Linked DNA regions of Mus musculus: region 1 is linked to region 2. A link is a contact called in public promoter capture Hi-C data. All regions are on one chromosome and are shown on one strand. Each heading gives the region's core, a stretch centred on a gene start, on an enhancer-like site or on the middle of the called end of the contact. The rest is flanking DNA. Distances are from core to core; before and after follow the strand shown.

What was found. Promoter capture Hi-C pulls out the DNA fragments that hold promoters and counts their contacts.
Region 1: a promoter capture Hi-C map of liver shows a contact between it and region 2, with 3 times the contacts expected there. The contact joins the promoter of Lrrc4 here to the enhancer-like site in region 2. A contact is called at or near these places in 11 of 39 promoter capture datasets (the 3T3-L1 cell line, 3T3-L1-derived adipocytes, cranial neural crest and 6 more), 1 of 484 Hi-C or Micro-C datasets (nephron progenitors), 3 of 115 datasets of contacts at active chromatin or transcription factors (embryonic forebrain, forebrain and neural tube) and 4 of 9 other capture datasets (adipose tissue, embryonic stem cells, liver and 1 more).

The regions. Positions count from the first base shown.
Region 1 is chr6:28,827,777-28,835,050 of GRCm38.p6, forward strand. It overlaps Lrrc4 (leucine rich repeat containing 4), which reads right to left and starts at 3,971. Exons shown (of 1, transcript NM_138682.2): 1 at 350-3,971. The coding sequence starts at 3,838. The coding sequence ends at 1,880. The region is part of intron 16 of Snd1 (staphylococcal nuclease and tudor domain containing 1); the gene reads left to right.
Region 2 is chr6:28,676,272-28,683,319 of GRCm38.p6, forward strand. The region is part of intron 12 of Snd1 (staphylococcal nuclease and tudor domain containing 1); the gene reads left to right. Among named protein-coding and RNA genes, the nearest start is that of Lrrc4, 150 kb to the right of the region's middle. Within about 2 kb of position 5,455, at least 27 of the 459 cell types and tissues checked have an H3K27ac peak or open chromatin away from gene starts, as enhancers often do. A contact at or near this core is called in liver and pancreatic islet, where this site is marked.

The sequences.
Region 1 (7,274 bases), core at 2,721-5,220, 150 kb after region 2:
CTGAGGTGGCGGTTCACTTCTGGCCAGGTCCCAGGAGCTGAGGCTGACCCATTTCCCCTGCTTTTTTCCAGGGCATGGGGAATTTGGTTATATCCCCAACAAAGCCAGGGACTAACACACTTAGCTTGTGAAAGATGCACTGGAGTTGGGGTGCATTTATTTAAACTAAAGAAAGGTGGTTGACAGCTTTTAGCATTTTCCCACACTTAAATTTAACATTGTCTCCCTCCCCACATCAAGCCTCTTCCCTCCCCCCACCCCCTTCATTTAAATATAAATGACTCGGTCTGTGTGTATAAGGCTGTATGTATAGGTTCAGAATCTTATTCAATTTAACCCTTTAGGGACATTGAATTAAAAATTGAACAATATTTATTAAAATACAAAAATACACTTTTCTCACATTACAATCAGTGTTCTTTTGTTGGCATCTCCCACCCATACCACCCCCTTTCAAATCTGAACCCTTAATTTTCTCTTAAAGCTAAAATAATAACTGAAAGTTACATCATTAAATGGACCAGAATAAGAGACCTTGCCCTTGCTTGTAACTACTGGAGGTAGCCTAGGGGAGGGAAGCTTCCCCCAATGGTGCCCATTCAACAGAATTTCATGCCCAACTCATTTGTGTGTTCCCCTTGTCAGTGTTCTTGTAACATCCTGGTTGGCGAAGGCTTCTTTAAATTGAGCCTGTGCCCTTTTTAGCTCTCCTTCCCCTCTCTACTCATGTTCTGCCCCCACTCACTCTATCACCACAACTAGTTGGCATCAGCTGCAATAATCCCTAATGAATCAGCATTTAGAATAGTCACCAAATCCTAAGCAAGAGAAAAGCTTCCACTCCCCCAAGTTCCCCCCATTCCCAGCCTATCCTCCTTTCCACCTCAAAACAAGCAAGATCTTTTTTGAAAAATCATAAAATGTCATCATTGTCTACAATCATTTGTCAGATACCCGGAACAACAGGTGGCCACTGCACAATGCTGATTTATGGCCTCCTGTGAATCATTCCCTCTGCTGCTGCTGCTCTGCTTCCCTTCCTCCTGGGCCGGCCGCACCCCCTTCAGGCCGCCTCCTCCTCCCGGGAAACCCTGAATAGACACATGCCTTGCAGAGTGGGTTATGCCCAACTGCAGGAATCTGGTGCAATGTGAAAGCATTTGATGGAGAGCTACGCCAGCTCCCTTCCTTCCAAGCTGTCTTGAAGCATTGTCAGGGGAGACACATGCCAGTCTGAAGGCACAAACCCAGAGGATTTGCGCACACGTACAAAGAAACAACCTCTGGAAGGATTAGTTGGAATTTTGGTGGTTTTCCTACTTAAAATACATTTACAGATCTATCTTCCCCATTGTCTCTGTAGGGGAAAAAAAATCACCGCTCAACCTTTGGGCACAGTACAAATTTGTGATGCTTTTTAAAATTATTTTGTTTAATAAGATAGATCTGTAAAGACAGCTCTCAGCTTAAGAAAGGTGTCTATAGAAATGGTATTCCTAGATCCTGTAAAGCATCTTCTAAAAATTGACAGATGCAGGCTATCCTCCCTGCCCCCAGCAGCCCACACCCTGCCACTTTAGGGGTGTTGGTTGTTTTAGTTTGTTTTGTCTTAGCAGTTTCCACCTTACAGCAGTTGACTTGAGGCTCCTACCCACAACATTGCCAAGAACCCCTTCCCTCCCCTTTAAATAGAACTTACAAGTTAGAAAATAGTTTTGTTTTCATTTTTTTGTTTTTAAATTTTAATATAATCTTTTTTAACCAGCCCATAGATTTAATATATAAGCATATACAAGAAAAAGTCTCTCCCCACTCTGTACAAAAGTTGCTCTTTTTTGTGCATTCTATTGCATTTTATAAGTTTTTGAGGGAGGGGGAGTCATATTTGAGTTTCCTGTACCTTGTCCTTGGTATGGGTCTGAATTATATAAGGTTCAGAGATAGTGGTGACTGTGGGGTGCAGAGAGTTCCCCAGGCTGTTTTCTGTCCAGTGGGCCCCATGTGCTGGTTTGTAGGTGTTGTAGTTAATATGGTCATGTATTGTGGGCAACACTACTGCCCCCTCACCTGATACACCGGACGGAGCTGCTGTTGCTGCTGCAGGTGCTGCTGCTGGGATGTCTTCATCCACCTGGATAATCTCTACTGTCCTGGCAGCTGTGACTGTACTCCGCTGCTGGTGCCGCTTGCGAAGTTTATAGAAGACAATCAACATGGCAGCAGCTAGGAGAGTCACTGCCACAAAGCAGCCAATGATGATCTTGGTGGTCTTCATGACTTCATCCAGGCTGGTCTGCATCTTGTCAGTGGTATCTGTGGAGGGTACTGGCACCTGCTTGGGCACACGGGTGGTCTGAATGAGCACCGTGGTAGAGGTGGTATATGCCGGCTGGTAACCAGTGGATGTGGTGGGAACAGGCTTGTACTTCCGTGTTATGTCCTCAGGTGATATCTCTGTGGTTTCCACTGTTACAGTGGTGAAGAAGCTGAAGTTGGGGGTGTTGAGCTCGGCCGAGCTCACATTGAGGTAGGCCGAGGCATTGGAGTTGCCTGCCACATTGGTCACCATGCATGTGTATACTCCAGTGTCTATGAGCAGCACACGAGAAAAGTTCAAGGTGCCATCATTGAGAACAGAGATCCGGGGATGCCGGGAGGCGTGGCTGAGCACTGTCCCATTGGGCAGCAACCACTTCACAGAGGACATAGGGGGAGTCCGACACTTCAGTTCTGCCATCCGATCCTCAGAGATATTGAGGTCCCGGGGTGCATCCATGATGAAAGGGGCAGAGCACTGAAAGGCAGCCTGGTCCACCTCTACCAGGTAGCGGCCTCGCATGTGCATGGGAGCATGACAGCGGCCACAGCAGGTGGAATTGGTTGGGATATACTCCCGAAGCCACCAAGCCAGCCACAGAATATCACAATCACAGTTCCAAGGATTGTGGTGTAGGTGCAACTCCACCAGGTATCTCAGGGGTGTGAAGAGGTCATGGGGCAAAGATGAGAGGTTATTGTGGGCTAAGTTGAGTTCCACGAGGGAAGCCAGTCCGTCAAAAGCATTCCGCTCAATCAGGCTGACCTGTGAGTTCATCACCCACAGTTTTTTGAGGGAGCTTAGGCCATGGAAGGACCCAGGCCTGATCTCAGGAAAGTGGTTCCCTGACATCTCAAGCTCCTCGAGCCCCACCAGGGGTGTAAGATTGGGCATATCCTTAATGTTGCACATGCCCAAGTTCAGGTACTTGAGGTTGAACAGCCCCTCAAAAGCCCCCTCAGAGATATACTCCAGCTTCTTGAGTTCCCCCAAGTCCAGACGCATGAGGGAGGGCACCCGGTTGAAGGCATAAGAAGGGATGCTCTCAATGGGATTGTTTCGCAGCCAGAGCTCCCGCAGTTTGGACAGGTACTCAAAGGCCCCACTGGGGATGACTGTCAGCCAGTTGTCGAACAGTTCCAGAGTGTTGAGACTGGCGAGGCCATTGAAGGCCCCCACCTCTATCTGCCTGATGGAGTTCCTGCCCAGCTGCAGGACCTCCAGGTGATGGAGGTGCCTGAAGGTGTCGGCCTGAATCATCTGGATGTTGTTTTCCATGAGGTTGAGATACCGGGTGTTGGAAGGAATACCCTGTGGGACCTCAGAGAGTCCCCGGCGGGTGCACACCACCTTGCTGAACTGGTTACTGCAGGAACAGACGGAGGGGCAGTTTTGGGGCCCGGCTGAAGCGGCAGCAGCGATGGCTGCACACAGAATCCACACTTGCGCCGTGAGGTAGACGACGGGAAGCAGGACGGCATTCCAGGTGTGGTGCACAGTTACCTGCCACAAGAGCTTCATGGTGTGGCACGTTCATAATTCACCATCGCCTGGGATTTTGGCTTGGAAAAGAGAACCAGCCTTACCCCGGCTTAAGTGAGCTAGGAGCTCCTCTTTCCATCTGGAGAAGGAGGTGGGGAGGGGGCGATTAGAGACAAGCAGATCGGCCTAGAAAAACCCTGCGAAACTACTGAGCGGCCCCTCATCTACCAGCCCACCCTCAAGGCCAACCCATAGAAAGCTAAGACTCTCTCCCACGTTGCGACCATCCCCACCCAATTCCCTGTCACCTACCTCGGAAGGAAAGCAGGAAAGAATTAGCGCTGTGTCCTTAAGCTTTCTCCACGAGAGCTGGGCTCATCGTTCCCATTCTGACTTTAGTTTTAATTAACAAAGGGGGAAGTAGTGGGGGCAGGGAGGGCAGAGGGGAGGGGAGGGGAGGGGTAGGGGAGACAAAATGGCTTCTAGTAAATCCGGAGCCGGCGAAGCCGCGGAGTTGAGGCGCGCCAGGGAGAGCCAAGGCCCGGCGGGCTATGCAGGTGCATGCCCCCCCGAGAGCCCGAGGAGCGGCGCCACCAGCGCTTCCCTGCTTTGTCCTTGGACCCTGGCACCAGCTTGTTCCAGTCGCGGGAGAAGGCGCTTCATCGCCAAAGTGTGTCTCCAGCCCCCAGCCCTCTCCCTGGGCCGCCGCGGGGGATGGGGGTGCGGGGGCGCTCCCGAAGCCGCCCAGGCCGCGCTCGCTGGTTGCTGCGCTGCTCTCCACTCTGCTTTCCCAGCGTCGGCCGCCCAGAGCTGGCGGCAGCTGATTGCAGTCGTGAGCTCGCGGGGCTGCGAGAGTTAAGAGGTGTTCGCTGCGCCTTCGCCCTCCCTAGGCACACACCCCCTTTTCTCTTCGCCTCTTCTCGGAAGGGTTAAAAAGACAAAAACTGGGCTCAGTTCTCCAGTCCCGCCGTCTGCTGGTGCGGGGAGCGGTAATCCGTCCAGCCCCAGAGGGGCAGCGGCGTGGACGTGGTGCTGGGACCCAGTCCGCGAACGGAGGAGCGCGCAGCGCCCGCGGTCGCGCCCGCACCGCAGGCCCCTTCAGGGAGTCCGGGGGCGGGCGCGGGTCCGGCAGCGGCGGCGGCCGCAGCCCCCGGCAGCGCGCAAGCGCCCGCCGCCGCCCGCCACTGCTGGGCTCCCGGCGCGCCGCCGGCCCCGGCTTTGTGCGGAGAGTGCGAGTTCGCCGCTGGGCTCCCGGAGCCTTCAGCAACGGAGCTGCCAGCGGGCTGCTGCAGCGGCCAGAGCGCTGGCGACGGCAGCGTGAGCAGTGGGGGTAGCGGCTGCGGGAAACGCTCCGAAGCCGGTGAACATGGTCCCCGCTGGCTAGCGGCGGCGGTGGCAGCAGCGGGGCCCCTGCGCTCGGCGCCCACCGTCTCCTCCTCGCGCCGGGCTCGCGGTGTTGCAGGTGGCAGCCACGCAGACTGCTCTCTCATCCTTTTGTCCTTCAGTCAGAACGTGAATGTACTGCTGACGCATACTGTTCTAGGGAGAAGATTAGCGTGATGCAGTGCTCTTATGTATTAACACCGCTCTCCCTCTGCCGCCTGCCCTCAAGGGGTTAACGCCGCGCCTTCCAGCACGCGCTGGCTCGCGCCGCGCAGCCCCGAGTCGCGGAGGGCTGCCTGCCTTCCTCGCTTCTTCCTTCCTTCCTTCCTTCCTTCCTTCCTTCCTTCCTTCCTTCCTTCCTTCTTTTTCCCCACCCCCCTCCCCCCTCCCCCGCAGCTTCCTCCCCGCCCCCTCTAGACGATCGGAGCGGCCCGAGCGGGCGAGCGGGCGAGCGAGTCCGAGTGAGCGTCAAGTGAGGGGCTGCGCGCTAGTCGCAGGCGTTCGCAGCTATTTTGGTCAGGTCGGAGCGAGTGGCTGGTTGGCCGCTGATAGGCTGGAGCCGTGCGGGGCTGCAGCGGAGACTGCGCGGCCCCCACCCGAGCCACCCAGCACCCTACAGCCGTGGACTGCTGGGCTCAGGGGCCCGGGTGCGGCGGCCCTCGGTGGGGCTGCAGCAGTTGGCCGGCCTCCTACGAGCGCCCGCGTCATCCGCACCCCCGCTGAATGCTGACGGGGTGCCTGGCTGCGCGGCCAGAGTTTGGATCTGCAGGATGGTGGGGACCTAGGGGCAGGCAGCCGAATCCACGCAAGGGCTGCGTTGAGTCAGAAGACCAAAGTCTATGCTTCGCCTTACTCTGTGCCTGTCCTTCCAGTCCCCTCTCTCGAACATTTTCTTGCCCCCTCCCCTCTCCCACAGTAACTAGGGCTTTAAATGATAGTTTTCTTAATGAGGGCTGTGGGGGCGGGAAACAGTGGGAAGAAAGACCAAATTCAAGGAGTCGGGGAAATGACAACCTGGGGAGGATTGAGGTGAGTTCTGAGAACCCATGGTGCAGCAGCCCGTGGTTCATTCATTGGGGAGCTGCCTGCAGCCTTGCCTCTCAGATGCCCCCTTCCCCTCCCCTGTATGCAGGGGCCAGTAAGGTAATTTATGCCTTCTGCCCCTGGAGCTGCACCAGCCTCTCTCTGGGAGTCCCTTAGCAGCTTGCTGAAAGGGGAGTTCTGGTCCCTGCTTTGACAGGCTATTGTAAAAGCATAGGTCAGCATTTGCCAACTCATTTCCTCCATAAAAGAACCTCTTTTCTCAACCATGTGAGGGTGAAACAATCTATAGATTAGCACTGTGCTGTAGGTCCAGTAGAATCACTGAGATCCTCCCAGCTTTTGCCTGTTATCTAACAAGTGTGTTGTTTAACCCCATTGTTCCCACGTGGGCTGTTACTTACGGATGAGGACCCCAGGATTTCCCAACTTCCTGAACTCTACCACAGCCATAATCTCAGTATTATCTGCTTCTTCAAACCCTAAACCTTCTCCAAGTCCTAGAAAGTTCCAATGTCCACAATTTTGTATTCCTGTCCTTTACCAAGACCGTGACATTTATATTCGCTGTCAAGGAAAAACATTAGCATGATATTTTTGAGCCATTTCTTTATGATTCATTTTATGAATGGGTAGAATAAAGTATGTGACTAGAGTCCCACATATACTAAGTTGTAGCACCAGGATTTGAACCCTGACAAGCCCCACACAGATTGGTGTCAGGGCTCTTGGGCGTAGGCATGATTCCACAGAGTGTTCTTACAGACTAATGCAGTCAGACTTCACCCTCCACTCGCTAGTCCTTGTTAGGGTGTTTGTGTGCCCACCATGCTAAGAATGTACCTGCGACTGCTCTGGTGAAGAGACTGCCCCCTGTTGTCTCCATTTTCCAGGTAAAGCACTTGTGCCAGATAGTGACAGTCAGCTTTTCAAGTCAGTCTTCAATTCATGAGACCAGTGAGTTCATCCCTAACAGAATATCCACTGTATCTACTGCCCAGGCCAGTGGTGGAGGCAAGGTTGGGGAGAGACTGAACATTCAATCAAGGGT
Region 2 (7,048 bases), core at 4,205-6,704:
GGTGTGGTCTTTATTCTAAATGGTGAGGGAAATGGCAAACTCAAATTCCTTTTCTCCATTTAAACACTTTTATTTTCTTCTGTGATCATGATATATAGCATTTATTGCATTTCTCTTTTGTTATCCTAATTGTTTTCTATAATTTGCCCATAAATTTATCCTAAAAGTTTAATTCCGCAGTAGTTATAATATATAATTGCATTAGACATTGGGATTCTATTAGATCAAAAAACACGATAGTGATTAAGCCCATGGCAGAGAAGTGTGTGTGGCATAGCATTGTGCATTGGCTCTCCCGACCCTCCCTTCTGTGCCTCATGTTCAGTTACTGCTTATCTCCTGCTTTCCTCCCTGGTGTATCCTTTCCCCTGGGAAAACGGTTTGTTTGTTTTCATGTGCTGAAAAGCAAACTTTATTAATTCCTACATAGTCTAGGACTATCTTTATATGGGATGAACTCTTAATTATTCTAACTTCAAAATAGCTGAATTTTAAAAAGCTTCTGTGTTCTTTGACATCTTAAAGTTTTTACAATATTTTTATTTAAGTTTGGTTTACTGAAATGCTTTTAAGTCGTTACCAGGTATATTTTTGCCCTGCTACATACTTACTGGTCTGTTTAAAAGAACATTCATCTTTAAAAGTTTACTTTTTGTTTTATTTGGTTTTGAGAGATGGCCTGCTATGTAACTAAGCTGACTTTGAACTTGTCCACCTTCCTCAGACTCCTGAGTGCTAGAGATGCATGTGTTCACAGCAACACACTTGGATTTCAGGAGACGCCTAGAAACTCAGATCTTGGATTATTTATTCTCCCTGTTTAACTCCTTCTGTAAACTGTATTTGACCTTTTGCTATGGCTTTCTCTAGAGACCTTCCTTTACATTTCCCTTCAGGATTGGAAGATGCCTCAACTACATCCTCGAGCATCCTTGTTTGCTCAGCCAATCACACTAGTTGACTTATGTTCACTTTTGTGCTTAGTCATCCATCATATTTGTTTATTCATTTAGTTATCCATAACTTGACTCTTCATGTATTTATAGAGTGCTTGTGTATTTATTGTATGTACTGTATAATGCATCATAACTATATTGGTAAAAGCAGAAATATTTCAAACCTCACAATATTTACACCCTGTTCTATTGATGGAGCTCACTTTATTTTGGTTGATGTATCTTAGCACTTTAATATCTATTTAAATGTACTATTATAGACCCATCTTTCCAGTTTATAAACACAGTTTTATTATCTGTGAGTACTACCTAAAAGAATGAACACCTGCTTCAGCTGTGACTGATTTGTTCCCTTTTGTTGATTTTGTTCCTTTTCTTTTCAAGTCCCTAATTGTTCTGTGTTCCTTGACTTATACTTACGTAGGCAGGCAGATGCTCACTGGTTGAAGTCCGACCGTGTTCACTGCATTGTCCCAGTGCTGCTTCCCAGAGGGGAAAGGGAGAGGTGGCCAGGCCGTGTCAGAAGCTGCCTTCTGTACAAGGTGCTTCTCCGAACATCAGCCCCGGAGCAGGGAATTTCAGAGCCCAGTAAAATTGTCTTGGCAGACAGGGCTCTGTTAGGAGCTTTAGTGCACCTCACAGGACAGAGAGTGGCTCCATTGTGGTGTACCTCGCTCTCCCATCCTTTTTGTTCAGGCCACAGAAGCCATCTGGTAGTTCCAATGTTACATTTCCTACTAGCTGTATATACCACGTGTTTCTTTGGGACAAACAGCCTGCTGATTGATAATTTGGAGTCTGGCTTTGTTATCAAGTTGAAAGTCACATTCTTTTATAGACTTTTCTCAAAGACTGAAAATGAAGGCTACCTTTCTCGCCTTTTATGAGAGTTGTGGAGTATTGAAGACTTAAAAGTTTGGAGCCCTAAATTGAGGAACTTATAGTTTCAACTTCTTTTCATACTAGGCATAAGAACTTTAGTAGCTTCTAGTCTTCTGTTGTATGGGTGACCTCTGTAACAAACCTTCAACGAAGGCATAAAATCTGTGAAGGTGAATCCTTTTATGTGAAAACAATGGACTAATGGAGAAGACTAACCCTGTGTCATTTTCTATAGTTTGATTAAAATGGTCTGTTTCCAAAACACCCATCTCTTCAAATCTCATCTAGAAGGAGCAGGAGACAAGAGAGCCTGCAGAATTCAAAGCATTCTGCTAATAGACATTTTGTGTTCGATGGCGGATTTACTAATGTACTTTTGTAAGTCATAGTCTACAATACCCATGGCCTTAAATGAAAAATCTTCAGCTCTTCCTCATGAGCCTTATTATTTTAGTGTTTTCTGTGAGCAACATTTGTTTTATGGATCACACATTCAACTATGGAATAGCGGACATGCCTATAATAACATATCTGCTTATAAAGGTATTTGTTGAGTTTTTGCCAAGTAGACCAAACCTTCCTGTTCTTGATAAGTCTGTGGATTTCAGGGAGACCCAGGAGTGCTCCCTCTGTGCAGCTCTTCTGGATGGCATTTCTGATTGGTGGATTACTGCTGTCTTCAGAGCCTCCTCAGTGTGGTCCTTTGTATTTGCAGTTTCCTGTCTTCTTGGTGTTTGTGCCATTTCTCCTCCAGTCCTTCCCCCTCTGCTTCCCATCTTTTAGAATCTACGTGTGTTTCTTGCTGTGGTGTTGACATGCTTTCTACCTGTCCATTTTCTTTAGAGCTTTATTTTTTCTGGGTTGATCTTTGCTTTATTTTGTTGGGACCTTGTAAAGGACAAGTTGTGGACAGTTTTCAGTCTAGCCATCCTGACCTCCACAAGCATTCCTCCTTTATCTCTATGACTACTGCAGTTGATGTAATAAGGAACTTGTGGCATGCTTATCACTAACCAGAATATCTGGATCCTTTAACTGCTGTTTTTCAAACCTTTTCTCTTTATAATTCCTGTGGTAAGCATATTTAAAATGTGTTAAGGGATACAGGAATAGAGTTTTTACAGATTTTTCTATCTCCCAGTTGTGATAGTGCCTAAGAGACTGGCTGCAGTGGTCTTTTAAAAAGTAATAGAAGGGGCAAAGTGTCCACACTTTGGTCTTCCTTCTTCTTGAGTTTCATGTGTTTTGCAAATTGTATCTTGTATCTTGGGTATTCCATGGAAGGAGTTACAGAGACAAAGTTTGGAGCTGAGACGAAAGGATGGACCATCTAGAGACTGCCATACCCAGGGATCCATCCCATAATCAGCCTCCAAACGCTGACATCATTGCATACACTAGTAAGATTTTGCTGAAAGGACCCTGATATAGCTGTCTCTTGTGAGACTATGCCAGGACCTAGCAAACACAGAAGTGGATGCTCACCGTCAGCTATTGGATGGATCACAGGGCCCCCAATGGAGGAGCTAGAGAAAGTATCCAAGGAGCTAAAGGGGTCTGCAACCCTATAGGTGGAACAACAATATGAACTAACCAGTACCCTCAGAGCTCGTGTCTCTAGCTGCATATGTATCAGAAGATGGCCTAGTCGGTCATCAGTGGAAAGAGAGGCCCATTGGTCATGCAAACTTTATATGCTTCAGTACAGGGGAACGCCAGGGCCAAGAAGTGGGAGTGGATGGGTAGGGGAGTGGGGGGAGGGTATGGGGGAATTTTGGGATAGCATTGGAAATGTAAATGAGGAAAATACCTATTAAAAAATATAAAAAAGTAATAGAAATTATAGAAACATTTTCAGAAAGGTTAAAAAAAAAGCGGTTTGATTTCTCTCTGTCTCTCCCAAGCCCAATAGTAGCACAGATGAGAAATTTGGATCTCTGTGGGGTTTTTTATTCCCATGTAGACTTTGGAGGTAAACAGACATGAAGGTAAAAACCTCTATTTTACCTTTAGATGGCTGTATAATCTTGGGTCTCAGTTTATTGTCTGTAAGTTAGAGATATTAATGGTGCTATTATAAAACCACTCTTATAAATGCGGTAATGTGTTCAGCCCAGCACTCTCTCCGCTCAGCAGTCACTGGTGACCTAAGGGCATCTCTCCTCCCAGTCACCCCCTCACATTTCTAGCCAATCCCATTCCTCAGTTATTCCTGATTTACAGCAAATTTTCTTCCATATTTTATGTGCCATACTTTTCTTGTTTCTCACATTTACTTATGAGCCCAGCCACGGATCCTATTCCCTAACAAACAAATCAGCACATGTATTAGCATATTCCGTGAACTGAATGATCATTGGGAGGTAGAATGCTTCTTTGCCTACTATGTTTAGGTCCTGTGTTCAAGTCCTACACCACCTCCCTTAATATCTGCCTCCCAAAGACCACCAAACATGTCCTGTTGGATTATGGTCTAGATTTGACTCTCTGTTTGATAGTAAAGAACTTTGTTCACATAGACAGTAATGATTGCCAAGTTATTGCATAAATGTAGACAAGTGGACTGTGCTATTCTCAGCATTTCAGGAAACTTCACATACCATTGCAATTTAATGACGCCAGGAACCGTGCTGGCTACCTTCCCTTTGTGCACTAGGTGCCTGCCAGCTAAGAAGTGGCAAATGTGGAAGGCTATCAGTGTAACGCGCTGGGCAGACTGGCATTCTCTGTCTTGAAGTCTTTATAAATTTTTCTGCCTCCAGTGAAAATGAATTAGAATATGGAGAGATAAGAAATAGGGAGAGATTTAGTGTAAACATGACTGGCTCAGACATAAAGGTAGAAGCTGAGAGCAGTGACAATAGTGGAGAAGTTTGAGCCTACCTTTTCAGGGCTTTTCAGTGGATTTTCTTTAGAGCCTTTGGCCTCCTGATGTATCTGCTTACAAATAAATAGAGAATCAGCAGGCAGTTGCTCTAATTTGTGCTTCCTTTGTGTTGAAATTGTGATTTATCAACTCTCAGTGTCAAGTCAGTAGCAAGGGGAGCATGTATCAGTTCTCCTGCCATCCTCCTCCTCCTTAAAAACAAGTTTCTTTTTTAACCAAGAAGTAACTGTGCTGCGCCCTACCCTGACACTGTTCAAACCTTCCTTCTCTGAAATATTTGTGTTGTCATGTGTCATTTAGCACAATCTGCAGCTTTGGAAACATCGGATCAAGAGAAGGTTAGCCAGAGTCTCCTTAGTGGCTTATTCTACTTCAAAGCATGGAGCCAAGTCACTTCTCTCTCAAAGGAAAGGAAGGACGGAATGGGGTGTTTGAAAACCCCTTAACCTTTTGTTGGGCTCGGTTGTGGTTCACACTAGAAAGACAACTCATTAAGTAAAACAGAAAATTCTGTTCTTCAATTCTTAGGAAAACCCTTGGCCTGATTCCCCACCCATATTTTCATTTCCGAGTATAGTTCAGTTTCCCTGGCTCTTATTTCTATAACTCTTAATTATAGACCTTCTAGACTCTGTATAGAAGTAAAAGTTTACAGAAGCTGCCACCCTTTAGGCCTCAATAAAAGGTAGACCTTGGAATTGGTCCAGGTGCTAATAAATTCTGGAGAGCAAAAGCATACTCCGCCTTTGCTTGTGCCAGCTGACTGGGCTGTGACCATGAACTGTAATGGGGCAAGGTGGAAAGTCTGCCTTTTTTCTAGCATCTAAACAAGACAAAAACTTAATTTAAGTTTTCTCCCTGAGAATCAATGTGTGCCAAAACAATTTTGTTCTATCTTATCAAAAATGATTGAGTTCAGTAGTGCTTGGTGCTCCTGACAGCCTTCCAGAATCCAGATTGTCATTACAGTCCTTTGCTGTGACAGAAGCAGTGTTTGCACACGCCATCAGGAATGTGAGAGGGGCTGGGACTGTCCCATCCCTACTTTGGACATCACAGGGTCTGCCTGGTTCCAGTTTCTTCATCAGAGTTGATCATTCCAGATGCCATTGTGTAATTTTCCATCTTGGGGTATGTGTTTGTGTGGGTGGGTGGTTTTGTTTGTTTTTAAGTGGTGTTTAATGTCAGGCTAATAATAAACTGGATACGTAGGCCTGGTTTTGTCACAGCGGCCATGAGTTATTTGTCGCTGTTCTTTAGAGAGGCTGAGAACTAGCCTCCCTTACTTCCAAATGATGTGTACACATGGGGGGGGGGGGTGCTCTTGTCACTGTAGCTGCCTAGGAACTGCAGTATGGCAGCTGGCGAGTTCTGTTGTAAAGAAGTAAAAGATGAGGGATCTTCTCCCTTGTTGCTATACAACTGATTCTCTACTTCCTTGCAACCTGCATCCGGAGTGCATCACTATTTCTGAAGCAATTAATGGCATTTAGTCTGTTCCCTACCTATACGTCTTTCTCAAGATCAGGTGTACTAGCAACTCTATGATTCTTCAGGGAGGTGGGGCTTAAACTATGCTCAGTCATTCTTGGCCTTTCATCTTTTTAGAACTTGAGTATATTTTTAAAAAAGATTCTGACTACTGTTTTTCACAAAGCTTATTTTGAATCCCGTGAGATACTTGGAAAAAAACAATAGACCATGCCCCCAATTAAAAATAAGTGCTAAGGCTTGGAGTTTTAGAAATAGTGGTTTTATGCCTATGGGTTCTTGCTTTGTAGCTCTGGAGCAGAGCTGGCATTAAGTCTTTACTTGGTGATTTCAGTGACAGAGGACGCCTGTAGATGAAACAGAAGGCTCCCAAACCAGCATTTTCCTGTCCTCACAGATCAGGCCCCAGCAGAGTTGTAGGTAGCAAGGGAAATGGAAACCCTTACAGATGTTCATTCTATCACTCCTCATGTGTAAGAACAGCCTTTTATGGATCTGGTAATTTCTCCTATTCCAACTCTATTTAGGGGTTGAGCTGCTATGGTTAGTGTAAACTCTGCCTCCAGCTCAAGCCATGATGTTGGTAAGTTTTGTTTACTCTCTTTTTGCCAAGTACCTGGTCCTTCTGGAAAGCAGTGTCATGAGACAATTGGTGTTCTGTTTCTTTCATGTATTTCTTCTTGGCCATCTAAGACTGACAGATGGGGTATTCACTTCTGCTGTTTAGGGGGTGGAAGAACCAGTAACTGAGAAGCAAATTTCCAGTTGGTTTGAGCATCTAGCCATGATTTCTTTGTCTTCTTCCCTTTCCCTTTCCCTTTTACCCCCTCCC